2 separate regions of the Sus scrofa genome follow, and region 1 is linked to region 2. Evidence: chromatin contacts called from public promoter capture Hi-C data. All regions are on one chromosome and are shown on one strand. Each heading gives the region's core, a stretch centred on a gene start, on an enhancer-like site or on the middle of the called end of the contact. The rest is flanking DNA. Distances are from core to core; before and after follow the strand shown.

Region 1 (5,675 bases), core at 181-2,680, 630 kb before region 2:
AATGGCGACTCCATAAGCAAAAAAAAAAAAAAAATTGGTGATGGCGGTAGTTAGTTAAATCCATATTTGATACCACATGGCAAAATAAACTTATCATGGATAATTGCCAAATAATTAAATATAAAATTAAATTGTGCAAGAGTTTCTGCTGTAGTGCAATGGGATTGGTGGCATCTTGGGAGCCCTAGGACACAGGTTCAATCCCAGGGCTGGCACAGTGGGTTAAGGATCCAGTGTTGCTGCAGCTGTGGCTTAGGTTGCAACTGGGGCTTGGATCTGATCCTTGGCCCTGGAACTCCAAATGCCAGGAGTGGTCAAAAAAGACTAAGTAAATAAATAAAATTGTAGAAAATCAGTGGAAAAATACACTATCAGATGGGTGGAAGAAAGCTCGCTTCATCAGCATTGGAGCAATTAAAAAAATCACAAGAGACTAGCATGACAGATTGAATAAAACAAAAAAAGAACAATGGACTGTCACTTTGGATCACTGACAACATAGGAACAATATAACATAAAAAAATGCTTATTCGAAGTTAGAAGAGGTTCAAGTCCCCAAAAGATGAATAGACATGAACAGATCATTTATAGAAGGGAAATACAGATAGTAAATGCAGGGATAAACATTTACTGAGAAATACTGAAGTAACCTTGAACTACCAACAGACACTGCTAAAATAGGGGAGAAAAAAGATGGTACCCAAGGCTTAGAAATGTGTATTAAACTCTTTACACTTGTTCCTGGGAGGTGGAGAATGAGTAGGGCAGCAGCTCTTTGGTAAGTCCTCTGGCACTGTGGGGCAAGCCCACCTCGCCCTTCCTTGCTTAGCCTTTCATCTGGGTATTTAACTGCCAGGAATCTATCCCAAAGGCAGAACTAAGGGATGTGTTAGTAAACAATTGTAAGGAACCAAAATAGGCAATGGTAGGAGACTGACTGAATGGATGAAGATATCTGCACACATTAAAAATGCATCATGTGAACAAAAGAAAAATGTTAGTGATGGTAGCAAACACAAAAGACAATGTGTGGTTGCTACTATGTAAAGACGTGTAGGTGGGTGGAAGGTTTAATGTGTGAAAAGTTTCATGTATTATGGATACTACTTTACTCTTTTTGCATTTTTCTTCCTCCCTGGCTGTCATATTGTCTTTTCAGGGGCAGTTAAAATATCCAGCCAGCAGCGTGCCTGTGAGCAACTCTGTAAAGTGGGGTATTATTTCCCAGCGCAGACTTGAACCGCATTTGGCACCCCTGAATTCCTTGCGGTGGGGATGACTCCTCCACCTTGAAAGGCAGCAGTGATCAGCGCCCATCGGAGCCCTCCTCTCAGGACCGGGAGTCCGAGCACTCCCAGGTCTCCGAGGCTCGGGCACTTCCTTCTCTCTTCCAGAGCAGGTGGGGACGGGCGAGTGTCCCACCAGCACCTGTGTTCGGTGGGTAAGGGGCGAACGAGCTCGGAGAAGTAAACCGCAAGTGGGCACCTCGGGTTGCGGGGCCGGTTCATAGTCACTAAGGAGCTACTGTCTCGACCCCGGGGCCCTGCTCTCCCGCCCGATTTAGACAGCCGTCTCTTGCCACCTCGCCAGGGCCCCGAGCGGCAGGAAAACTCGGATTTACAGGGCGCCTCCTGCGGAAGCCTAGAAATACCGGGTGCGCCGCGGGGCTCCGGTCTGACTTCGCAGTCAGGGGGCAGTTAGGTGCCCTCCCAGGTCTCAAGGGTGCGCCAGATCCCGGACGTGGGCCAGGCGGGCGGACGCAGCCTTCTCCCGCGGCGACACGCGCCTAACTGGGCTCAGGCCGCCGCTCGGTGCGTTCCTGCGCTAATGCCATCTTGCCAGAGGCTGTCACGTGCGGACGACAGCATCGCGCTTCGCCCCGGCCCGAACGCCAAAACCGACATCGGGACGCCACCTGGTTCCCGGGGTTCCATCCAACCCGAGGTGAGGTGAGGGGGCCCTTCCCTCGTGGGTCCGAGCAGGGGCAGCGTGGGCGCTGGGTCCTGGGAGGCGCGTTTCTCCGTCGGGGCCCCAACGCGCCGGGCTGTAGCGCCGTCGGGGGCGGGAGGCGCCACCGCGTGCCCTGTGCCACGGCCCAGGGGGTGTCCAGGGCAAGTTGTGGGCTGGAGCATGCCGGGCGGCGGCGGCGGGTGGCTCTGGACCCCCAGGACTTAAGTCTGCAGTCGCCTCGCCTCCGGCACAGGTCCCGCGGGGCGGGCAGACGCGCGGGAGGGCTTGGAGAGGCCGGGCCGGGGGGCGCCACACGCGCGGCGCGAGGGGCGCCGGCTGCCGGGAGGAGCGCGGATGGTGGGGGGGGCGCGGGCGCATGCGCCCTGCGCCCGTGCCATATTGGAATGAGTCGGAGTGCGGAGCGCCGCGGCCGCCGCCTCCGCCGGAGCGCGGGTGGAGGGGGGCGGGGAGAGCTGCCTGCCGCCCCGCTCCGCGGAGCCCAGCAGGAAGGAGGGCGCGAGCGGGCGAGCGCAGGCGGCGCGAACGGAAAAAGCGTCCGCGCGGGCGAACGAAAAGAAGGAAAGAAAGAAAGAAAACGAGCGCGAGAGGGGAAAAGCGAGCTATTGAGAGAGCGAGCGCGCGAAAACTCCCGGCAGGTAAAAAAGCGGGGCTGCCGGCTGGGCCTTCCCGCGCGGCGGCCTGAAGGGGCGGCGGCGGCGCGGGGACTGGGGACTGCCTGCTGGCCCCTTCTAGGCGGCCGCGCAACTTTGCCAACGAAAATCCGCCGGGAGCCGGCGGCCGGCGGGCGCGCGGGCTGAGGCGCCAACGGGCGGCGGCGGCACGTTGGGGGCGGGGGCGGGGCGGGGGGAGCGCGACGCCCGCGCGCGGCCTGGCGCGCCCCCGAGGCCCCGCGCGCTGGCCGGCCGGGAGGCAGGAGCGCGCCTGGGCGCCTCGCCGCGGTAGCGAGACGCGGCCGGCCGTCTCAAGCCGGCAGCAGGGCGCACGGCAGCCCCCGGGCGTGAAAGGAAAGTGGCCAGTCGGCCGCACCGGGGGCGCCCAAGTTCCCTGGCGCGCTGGGCCCGCCGCGCGCCCCTCCCCGCGCGTCCCACGCTCCCGCCCGCCGAGCCCCCGCGGACCCGCCCCCCGGGCTCGCTCCGGGGCCGGGACGCGAACCCGCAGCAGGACTCGGGGGCGCGCCGCCCGCGCAGCGGTCCGAACTTCACAGGGCCAAGGCGGCCACGGCGCAGAGGTGAAGCGTCTAGCGGCCGCCGCAACCGGTTGCTTCGGCCAGCGTGGTGGAGTGCGCCGGGCCTCCCCTGCGCGGCGCGAGCTGGCCGTGGGCTCGCCAGGAACCCGCCCCCGGCCCCAGCTGGACCTGCCGCTCCGGAGGTCCGTGACCGTTTCGATTTCTGTCCTTAAAGTCTGGTTTTGGACCTTGAAGGAAGCTGTAGAGAGGCGAGCAGAGTGTTCTGAAAAGCCAGGCCTGCTTTGTGGGAAGTAGAAACGCCTTGTGAGAACAGAGATAAATTCCCGCGGAAAGGATGCAATGTTAAGTTTTTCACAAGATGTCAGCTGCTCCCTGGGGTCTGAAACTGAGCCGTAAAGCACAGGTCACCTGCACCGTCTTCTTATGCGTTGGGAGTGGTGTAGCACACCCTTATCAGGGACAGGTTTTTTAATTTAGTGGGGGTTTTTCCCAGCGGGTTACTCAAAGCCATGCGGGTGGACCGCAGCGAGCGAGGTTTCCTGAGTCCTACTTAGAAGTAATATAGTCTTGAGAGCCAAGAAACATCAAAGAGATTTGAAGGGAAATAAGATGAATTTTATCAATCCCTGCTTGTACTTTCTCCTCTGGAACCACATTTTTAAGATGTCACACTTTATTGCCTTGCAAGTAAAATGCCTGAAAATGTAGTTGTTCATTGGTCTACTGTCTTGAGAAGAGCAGAAAATGAGTGTCTTCTTGTGTACGTTTTGGGGCCTTTTGGCCTGGTTTTTTGAGGGGTATGTTGAATCTTTCTAGGCCACAGGTAGATTTCAGAGTTGAGATTTGTTTATAATGTCAGAGAACTAACGGCCTGGTGGAAACGGGAGTGGCCCAAGATCAGGAAACAGTTCTGTAACTACTGTTGTCATTGACTAGCTGCCTTATCTCAGGTATGGAGTATGTTTCTTCCCCTTTATAGATTTGATTTTTCTTATTGCACAATTGGAGGATGAATAGGTCATCATTCTGCATGCTTTCAGTTCTAAAATTTGGTGACTGTTTAAAGTTAAAATTTAAAAAATCTTGGTCTATACTTTGAAAGATTCTGCATAAAAGTGCTCACAATGTGCATCTTTATTAAAATACATTTGAAAAAATATTTTGGAAACTCTAGAGTGATTTTTATGTAATTTACTATTTGGAAAGATAGTTCAAATGTATTTAAGTATTTTTTGAGATACATATATTTATATATGGATATATATTGATTGATTTACTAAGGTCTAACAGTTCTTATGGTTTTTTACTATCTAGAATAACTAAAAATTCTGACCTGGGAATTTTTAGTCAGAAGATGACTTTTTAGTTGAGGCAGTGCTTTGCAGGTTTGGATGTGTGGTTGTTGGCATGGTGGTGGACATGGGCCTGGTATTAATTTGTTATTTCCCATTTTTTTGAATACAGGTATATTAGCAGACAGTAGGTTTGAAGGATGAATCATGAACTTTCCCAACAAATCAAATTTAGGGTGTCAGTAGATGAATCAGTTCCTTAAAGCTTAGAAGTTGCTGAGAAAATTAAATGAAAATTGATATTTAAAAAATTCAGTGAAGTAAAAAATGTGGGCATAATGCTTTAATAACATTTTTTTTGTTGTTGTTGTTTTTTTGTTTTTTTGTTTTTTTGCCATTTCTTGGGCCGCTTCCTCGGCATATGGGAGGAATGATTAGTTCCCAGGCTAGGGGTCTAATCAGAGCTGTAGCTGCCAGCATATGTCAGAGCCATAGCAACGCGGGTTTGGAGCCATGTCTGCGACCTACACCACAGCTCACGGCAACACTGGATCCTTAACCCACTGAGCAAGGCCAGGGATCGAACCTGCAACCTCATGGTTCCTAGTTGCATTTGTTAACCACTGTGCCACAGTGGGAATTCCCAGCTTTAATAACCTTTTAAATGAAAGCATTTAACTTGATTTATATATACAGAATACTTGCCTGGTTTATCACGTCATTAAGATTCTAGCGATGTGGAGTTCCCTGATGACTCAACGGGTTAAGGATCTGTTGTTATCTCTGCTGTGGCTTGGGTGGCTGCTCTGGTGAGGATTCCATCCCTGGCCTGGGAACTTCCACATGCAGCAGACATGGCCAAAACAAAAACAAGAGGGAACTGTATCTAATCACGTGTGATGGAACATGATGGAATATAATGTGAAAAAAAGAATGTATATAAATATATAACTGGGTCACTTTGCTGTACAGCAGAAATTGACAGAACATTGTAAATCAACTATAATAAAAAAATTTAAAAAAAGCAAAAAAATCTTGGGAGTTCCCATTATGGCTCAGTGGGTTAAGACCCTGACTACTATTCATGAGGGTGTGGGTTCAACCCCTGGCCCCACTCAGTGGGTTAAGGATCCGTTGTTGCTGTGGCATAGGCTGGCAGCTGCAGCTCTGATTGGACCCCTAACCTGGGAACTTCCATGCGCACAAGTGCAGCCTTAAAAAGAAAA
Region 2 (5,920 bases), core at 1,136-3,635:
CAAACCCCCTTTTATCCTCTTACTATTAATACTTTTAGTTACCTTGAATCCCAGGTGGTACCAAGTTCACAAAACATTATAAAATGATACTAAAATCTACTAAGAGTCTCCTCTTTCTAAGCAATATTCTTCGTTCTTTATAAGCGTTAATCCAATGGATCTACAGAATGCTCTAAAAAGTAGGTGCTATTATTGCATATTTTCCAGATGAGGCCTAAAGAAATGAAGTGACCTGTCCCCTAGTTAGCAAGTGCTAGAGCCAGGATATGAATCTAGGCAGTAGGGACAGCCCTGGGAGGAGAGGTTATTGGATAGCGTATAGGAGACGACTGGTGTGTGCTTCTGCACTAACCAACCCTAGCCTCCATGACCATGCAAAGTGGACAGAAAGGGAAGCATATACTACAGGCCACTGGACAATTGTTCCCAAACTCCCTTATGGTGCCTACTCTACCTCAATCTTTGACGTTTCTTCTTCTTTTCTTTTATAGTCTTCATTCGCTACTGCCTCTCTCTCCTATCTTGAATCTTCTACACTATAATGAGGACAATACAGGATCTTCCAGCTATAAATATAAACAAGTCAGCAATTAAACCTATATTTGGTTATCAAGTTCCACAGGGTCAAAGCAACAGTGCACTTCACCTTCCCATCCATGTGATGGAATAAAAGGGACCCATCCAGTATCAATGCTATAAAGAGCCGGTAATTATTAAATCTTGCCAAGAACTGTTCTGGGCATTTTACATTTAACTCACAAAAATCCCTTGCAATAGGTACCATTTTATCCCCATTTTCCTGATGAGGAGACTGAGGCACAGAGAGGTCACAGAGAGGCACTTGCTCAAGATCAGTTACTGCTATCGCAGAGCCAAATGAGAACTTGGAATTATTGCTTGAACTGGCTAAATGGCTGTGTGTGCCTAGTAAATGCCTGAGGTAGCACTCAGGAAAAACAGCTCCTTTTTCCCCCAGGTATGGGTGCCTTAATTCTGCCCAGAAAAAGTTAGATTAGATAGCACTTTCCTAGGAAAAGGAGCCTCTGGGATTTTGGTTACCCAATGCAAGAACTCCCTCTAGTGAGAGACAACAATGACAAGTTATCCCTTGGCTCCTACCACTTTTCACCAGGCTTAAATGGTCACTGAGGTTTGGCCTGTTTTCAACCTTCCTCTAGATCTGAGCCAAGGGTAAAAGGCCCCATAGTGGAGAAGACACCCTGCCACTCCTCCTCCCACCAATGTCAGCTGATTACAAATTCACTTCAAATTCACAGTTTGTATTGGTTAAGGTGGAAATCCCTGAATGGCAAGCGGGATAAAAGAAATAAAATCCACTCCTACGAAGGAAGGACTGTGTCTACTCAAAGGAGAGAAGGACAGCATTTCTTAAGAGAGCTGAGTGAATCAGGTCACTCCAGGAACACACACTCCGCATCCATGTCCTCAGAGCACAGCTGGAGAACATGAACATCTTTAGGGACCACTATTCTGCACAAACTAGTTACTCCTCAGGCAACTAGCTGTTCAGAAAACTAAGGCTCCATCTCCTCTTCTAATCCACGAGTGCCACTTGCATTGGTAAATGATATTTGATGGCTTCTTACTCAACAAAAGCCCTTAGACAGACTGGAAGAGGAGAAAGAAGGGTGTGCACTAGGGGATCCACTTGGCTATTGTGCAAGTCCCAGTAAGTGGGGGAGTCCCGCACATCTAGCAATAGAAATAAAACCTTGAAACTTCAGTTCTTTGCATCGCTGGACAAGACGTTCCTTGAATGGGATTCTGAGCACACTGGTAGTTACAGGAAGACGCAACAATCTTCAAAGCGTGTGATGAGAGACGTTGCAGATGCTGGCTTCCACAAGCTGCTCAGTCCGAGGTTTGCTACCGAGCGGATGCTCCCTTGAAACGGTGACCAAATTGTTTCACTGGCTAAGTGCTGGGTAAAAGCTTGTTGAAAAAATTAAAAATAAATAAGCGTGTTCGGCCCCGCCGCCGCAAGAATAAACAATGGTTTATTTGGAAAATACGTATCGGTGTGGCCACAAGCGGCCCCCGGAGGTAACAGCCGGAGAAGGGGCTCAAGGAGCATCCCATAGATGCCGGACCAGGCTCATGTCGCGCCTGCCGGGCGGCTGGTACGGGGCCGGGCCGGAGGTCGCCTCCGCCGCTTGCTCCTCACGGTAGCACACCGCCTGCAGCTACCGGCCGGGGCCGCTCGCCCAGCTGTCGCCGAGGGAGCCGCTGTCCTGGAGCTTTATTCGTTGTCACAAGCCGTGGTTGCTACCTCACGGGCGGCCGCCCCGCGCGGTGACTGCGCCGGCGAAGGGGGCGAGCGCGCAAACGAGAGCCGGGTCACGCGGACTGTAACCCAGGGAAACTGCGTTCACGGGGACCACCGCTGCACTGACCGTTGGCAAGGAAGGATCGCTAACGGCCGCGAGCTAACGGCCGCGCGCCCGCCCCTCCCCGCCCCTGCTTCTCGCGCCACCGGCGTACCCACTCCGCCCCCTCCGCTCGGCCCCGCCCCATCTCGCCCCGCCTTTTCCTCGCGCGCCTCTGGTACTCAACACCGCCCTCGCTCCTCCCCTTCCTCTTGCCCCACCCTCCCGCGCAAGCGCCGGCGTCTGGAGTCGAAATCGCGGAAGACGAGCTCAGAAGCGGGGTGGAGACCGTCGCGCCGTGGTGACGTATGCCGCCGGCGCGGGCGGGTGACGCGGCAGGGCCCGTTGTCTGTGTGGGGGGCTAGGAGCCCCGGGGGCGGCGGGGGGCTCCCGGCGGGGGCGGCAGTGGGTCGGGGGGCCTGGACATGGCGCTGAGGGGCCGCCCCGCGGGAAGATGAATAAGGGCTGGCTGGAGCTGGAGAGCGACCCTGGTGAGGAGGGGACTGGGCAGGCCGGGAGCTGGGGAGGCCGGGTGGGTCCGGGATGCGCCTTTCTGACTACCACCCGCTCTTCTTGTCGCTCCACCCAGGCCTCTTCACCCTCCTGGTGGAAGATTTTGGTAAGAGCCTCTCCTACCCGCCAGTTCTGGGCTGTGGGGGCCCACTCCTGCGCCCTTGCTCCATAGCCAGGGGCTGCCCTTCCCCACTTATTTTCTTCCCTGATCGCAGGTGTCAAAGGGGTGCAGGTGGAGGAGATCTATGACCTTCAGAGCAAATGCCAGGGGTGAGTGGCTTGGCGCCAGGGCCGCCCCTTACACCCCAAGGGCTAGGGAGGGGCCCGGGAGAGAGTGCGCCTCAAGGAAGGGAGTACCAGTAGCCCCAGTTTGTAAAATCTCATATAAGGAAGCATCCCTCCTCTTTGGGTGTCCTCCTGATGAAGCCAGTACTGTATTTTTGTTTCCCCCAGTTTTCCCTCAGTACTTCCCTTTGGATGGTAGCCTCTTTCCCCCAGTTCAATTCCTAACGTCTTTTGGAATAAATTTAGTTGCTCTTTTGACTTTCCTGCCAGAAACCCCACTCACTTGACCTAGGTCATATGTTGCCTTTTTGTGCAGCTGTAATTTATTACTGCTTTAATGTGCTCGTGTGCCAGTGGTTTTAATCTCCACATAGGGGTCTCGTCTAGATTGGCTGGTGTGTGACATCTGACAAGGCATCTTTCTGGGTGACCATCTTCAGGGTCTTGTCTTGGTGGTCCTGTAGAATAGAGGTGTGGAGGAACAGCTACAGTGACTAAACGGAGAAGTCTGCTTTTATTTCGCAGGAAAGAAGGGACTGATACGGGTTTTCATTTACTTCCCTGACAGCACTGGGACTTGGGCCCTGGGCTTCACAAGTGTGAATCAGTGTTTAAATTCCTCATCACATTTTTTTGTTCTAGCCTTACCATCTGTTGCCACCTGGTCCTGGGCCATTGGTTCCAGTTTTTCTTTTCTTATCCCAGAACTGTATACTTTATAAGGATACTGGATGGACTCCTGGAGCACCACAGCCAGAAGCTGATACTTGACTGCCTCCAGTGGGCTTCTGGGGAGTGAGGGCTCAGGGCCACTTTGGGCATTGCTGGGAAGAAGCCAAGGGAGAGATGGGATCACAAGACAGGCACCTGAGTAGTAATGTGGTGCAGAGGAATAGGGAAGAGGAAAGGGGGTACAGATTGCCTTCCACCATTTGACTGGTCTAGCTCTATGCCTTACTTTCCCCAGCCCTGTGTATGGATTCATCTTCCTGTTCAAATGGATCGAAGAACGCCGATCCCGTCGCAAGGTCTCTACCTTGGTGGATGATACATCTGTGATTGATGATGATATTGTGAATAACATGTTCTTTGCCCACCAGGTCTGCTGGGCTCTGTGTTCTTTCTGGAGGGTGGGGTGCTATCATTTTCTTCACTTGGAAGGTGGGGGAAGGCAGAAGGAGGAGATAGGCAGACACCATAGGTGGTGGTTACAGAAGTCCCTTGGTAGAAGGAACTGAGCTCTTATTCATAAAAAAAGGGGGGCCTCGGGAGTTCCCTTTGTGGAACATTGGAAATGAATCTGACTGGTATCCGTGAGGATGAGGGTTCGATTCCTGGCCTCGCTCAGTGGGTTGGGGGTCCAGTGTTTCTATGAGCTGTGACGTAGGTTGCAGATGTGGCTCAGATCCCACGTTGCTGTGGCTGTGGTGTAGGCCAGAAGCTGTAGCTTCAATTCGACCCCTAGCCTGGGAACTTGTATATGCTGTGGGTATGGCCCAAAAAAGCAAAAAACCAAAACAACAACAACAACAAAAAAAACGGGGGTGGGGGTCGGGGGAACCTTTTTAGGACAGGGTGGTATCTGAGTCCATTCTCCATGTCCCCTGACAACTGATGGGTAATTAGGTGAATGAACAAATACTGGGTAAAGATGAGGGGAGTTGGTGAGGATTGTCCAGATATGGCTGTCCCTCTCTGGGTCCCCATTTCTGATGAGTATGGGTTTGGGATGAGGGATGCTGTGTATGGGTGACTGTTCCTTGTTTCACAGCTGATCCCCAACTCTTGCGCCACTCATGCCCTGCTGAGTGTGCTCCTGAACTGCAGCAGTGTGGACCTGGGGCCTACCCTGAGTCGCATGAAGGACTTCACCAAAGGCTTCAGCCCTGAGGTAGGCTGCAGTGCCTTAATCCTCCTTCATAGCTGGCTAGGTAGAGCCACTGGTAATGTTACTACATAGCGCTTCTCACTGTGAGGCTTTTCCCTTTTCAGACCATATTTATGTTACATTTGACTGGTGAATTAGTCATGTAAAGCAGTTTTTTTTAAGGCCCATCTTTTGGGGGCTCCAGAGTCAGGAGAGTCCACCTGTGTTTCTTCAAGTTCTTGGAATGCCTCTAGGCCTGCTCTCCTGAGCTCTGTTTCCCACCCAAGACCTACCTAGAAGTTGCTCTGATGTGATCTTATTTTCTTCCTTCTAGAGCAAAGGATATGCGATTGGCAATGCTCCGGAGCTGGCCAAGGCACATAATAGCCATGCCAGGTGTGTGGGAACTTGGGAGCTGATGGGGTGGAGGCGAGGAAGAGTTGTCCCATTCTGGGCACTGACTGTGTCCTTTCCCAGGCCCGAGCCACGCCACCTCCCTGAGAAGCAGAATGGCCTTAGTGCAGTGCGGACCATGGAGGCATTCCACTTTGTCAGCTATGTGCCTATCACAGGCCGGCTTTTTGAGCTCGATGGGCTGAAGGTCTACCCCATTGACCATGGTAGGCAGCCTGAGTTGGGGGCCTATTGGGTTTTTCTGCTCACCACCTAAGGAGTTGGGGTTCAGGGTCCTCAGGTACTTGGGACCCAGTGGCAGGGGGTGGGTCTTGAGAACATCTGGTTTTGGCTGGATGGCACCGTGCGCTGCATTGTCTGATCAGCCCCTGATTCTCTGGCTCAACTGCTCTCCATCCTCTTTCCCTCTCCTGGCCTGCCCAAACTCAGGGCTTCCCACCTTCTGACTCCACAT

The links. Promoter capture Hi-C pulls out the DNA fragments that hold promoters and counts their contacts.
Region 1: a promoter capture Hi-C map of fetal liver shows a contact between it and region 2, with 2.5 times the contacts expected there. The contact joins the promoter of SFMBT1 here to the promoter of PHF7 in region 2. A contact is called at or near these places in 2 of 5 promoter capture datasets (fetal liver and liver).

Annotation. Positions count from the first base shown.
Region 1 is chr13:35,176,829-35,182,503 of Sscrofa11.1, reverse strand. SFMBT1 (scm-like with four MBT domains protein 1) reads left to right here and starts at 1,430. Exons shown (of 22, transcript XM_021068955.1): 1 at 1,430-1,944.
Region 2 is chr13:34,550,283-34,556,202 of Sscrofa11.1, reverse strand. It overlaps PHF7 (PHD finger protein 7), which reads right to left and starts at 2,385. Exons shown (of 11, transcript XM_001928213.4): 1 at 1,733-2,385; 2 at 455-566. The coding sequence starts at 498. BAP1 (ubiquitin carboxyl-terminal hydrolase BAP1) reads left to right here and starts at 2,665. Exons shown (of 16, transcript XM_005669632.3): 1 at 2,665-2,878; 2 at 2,977-3,006; 3 at 3,116-3,170; 4 at 4,957-5,076; 5 at 5,387-5,448; 6 at 5,530-5,672. The coding sequence starts at 3,162.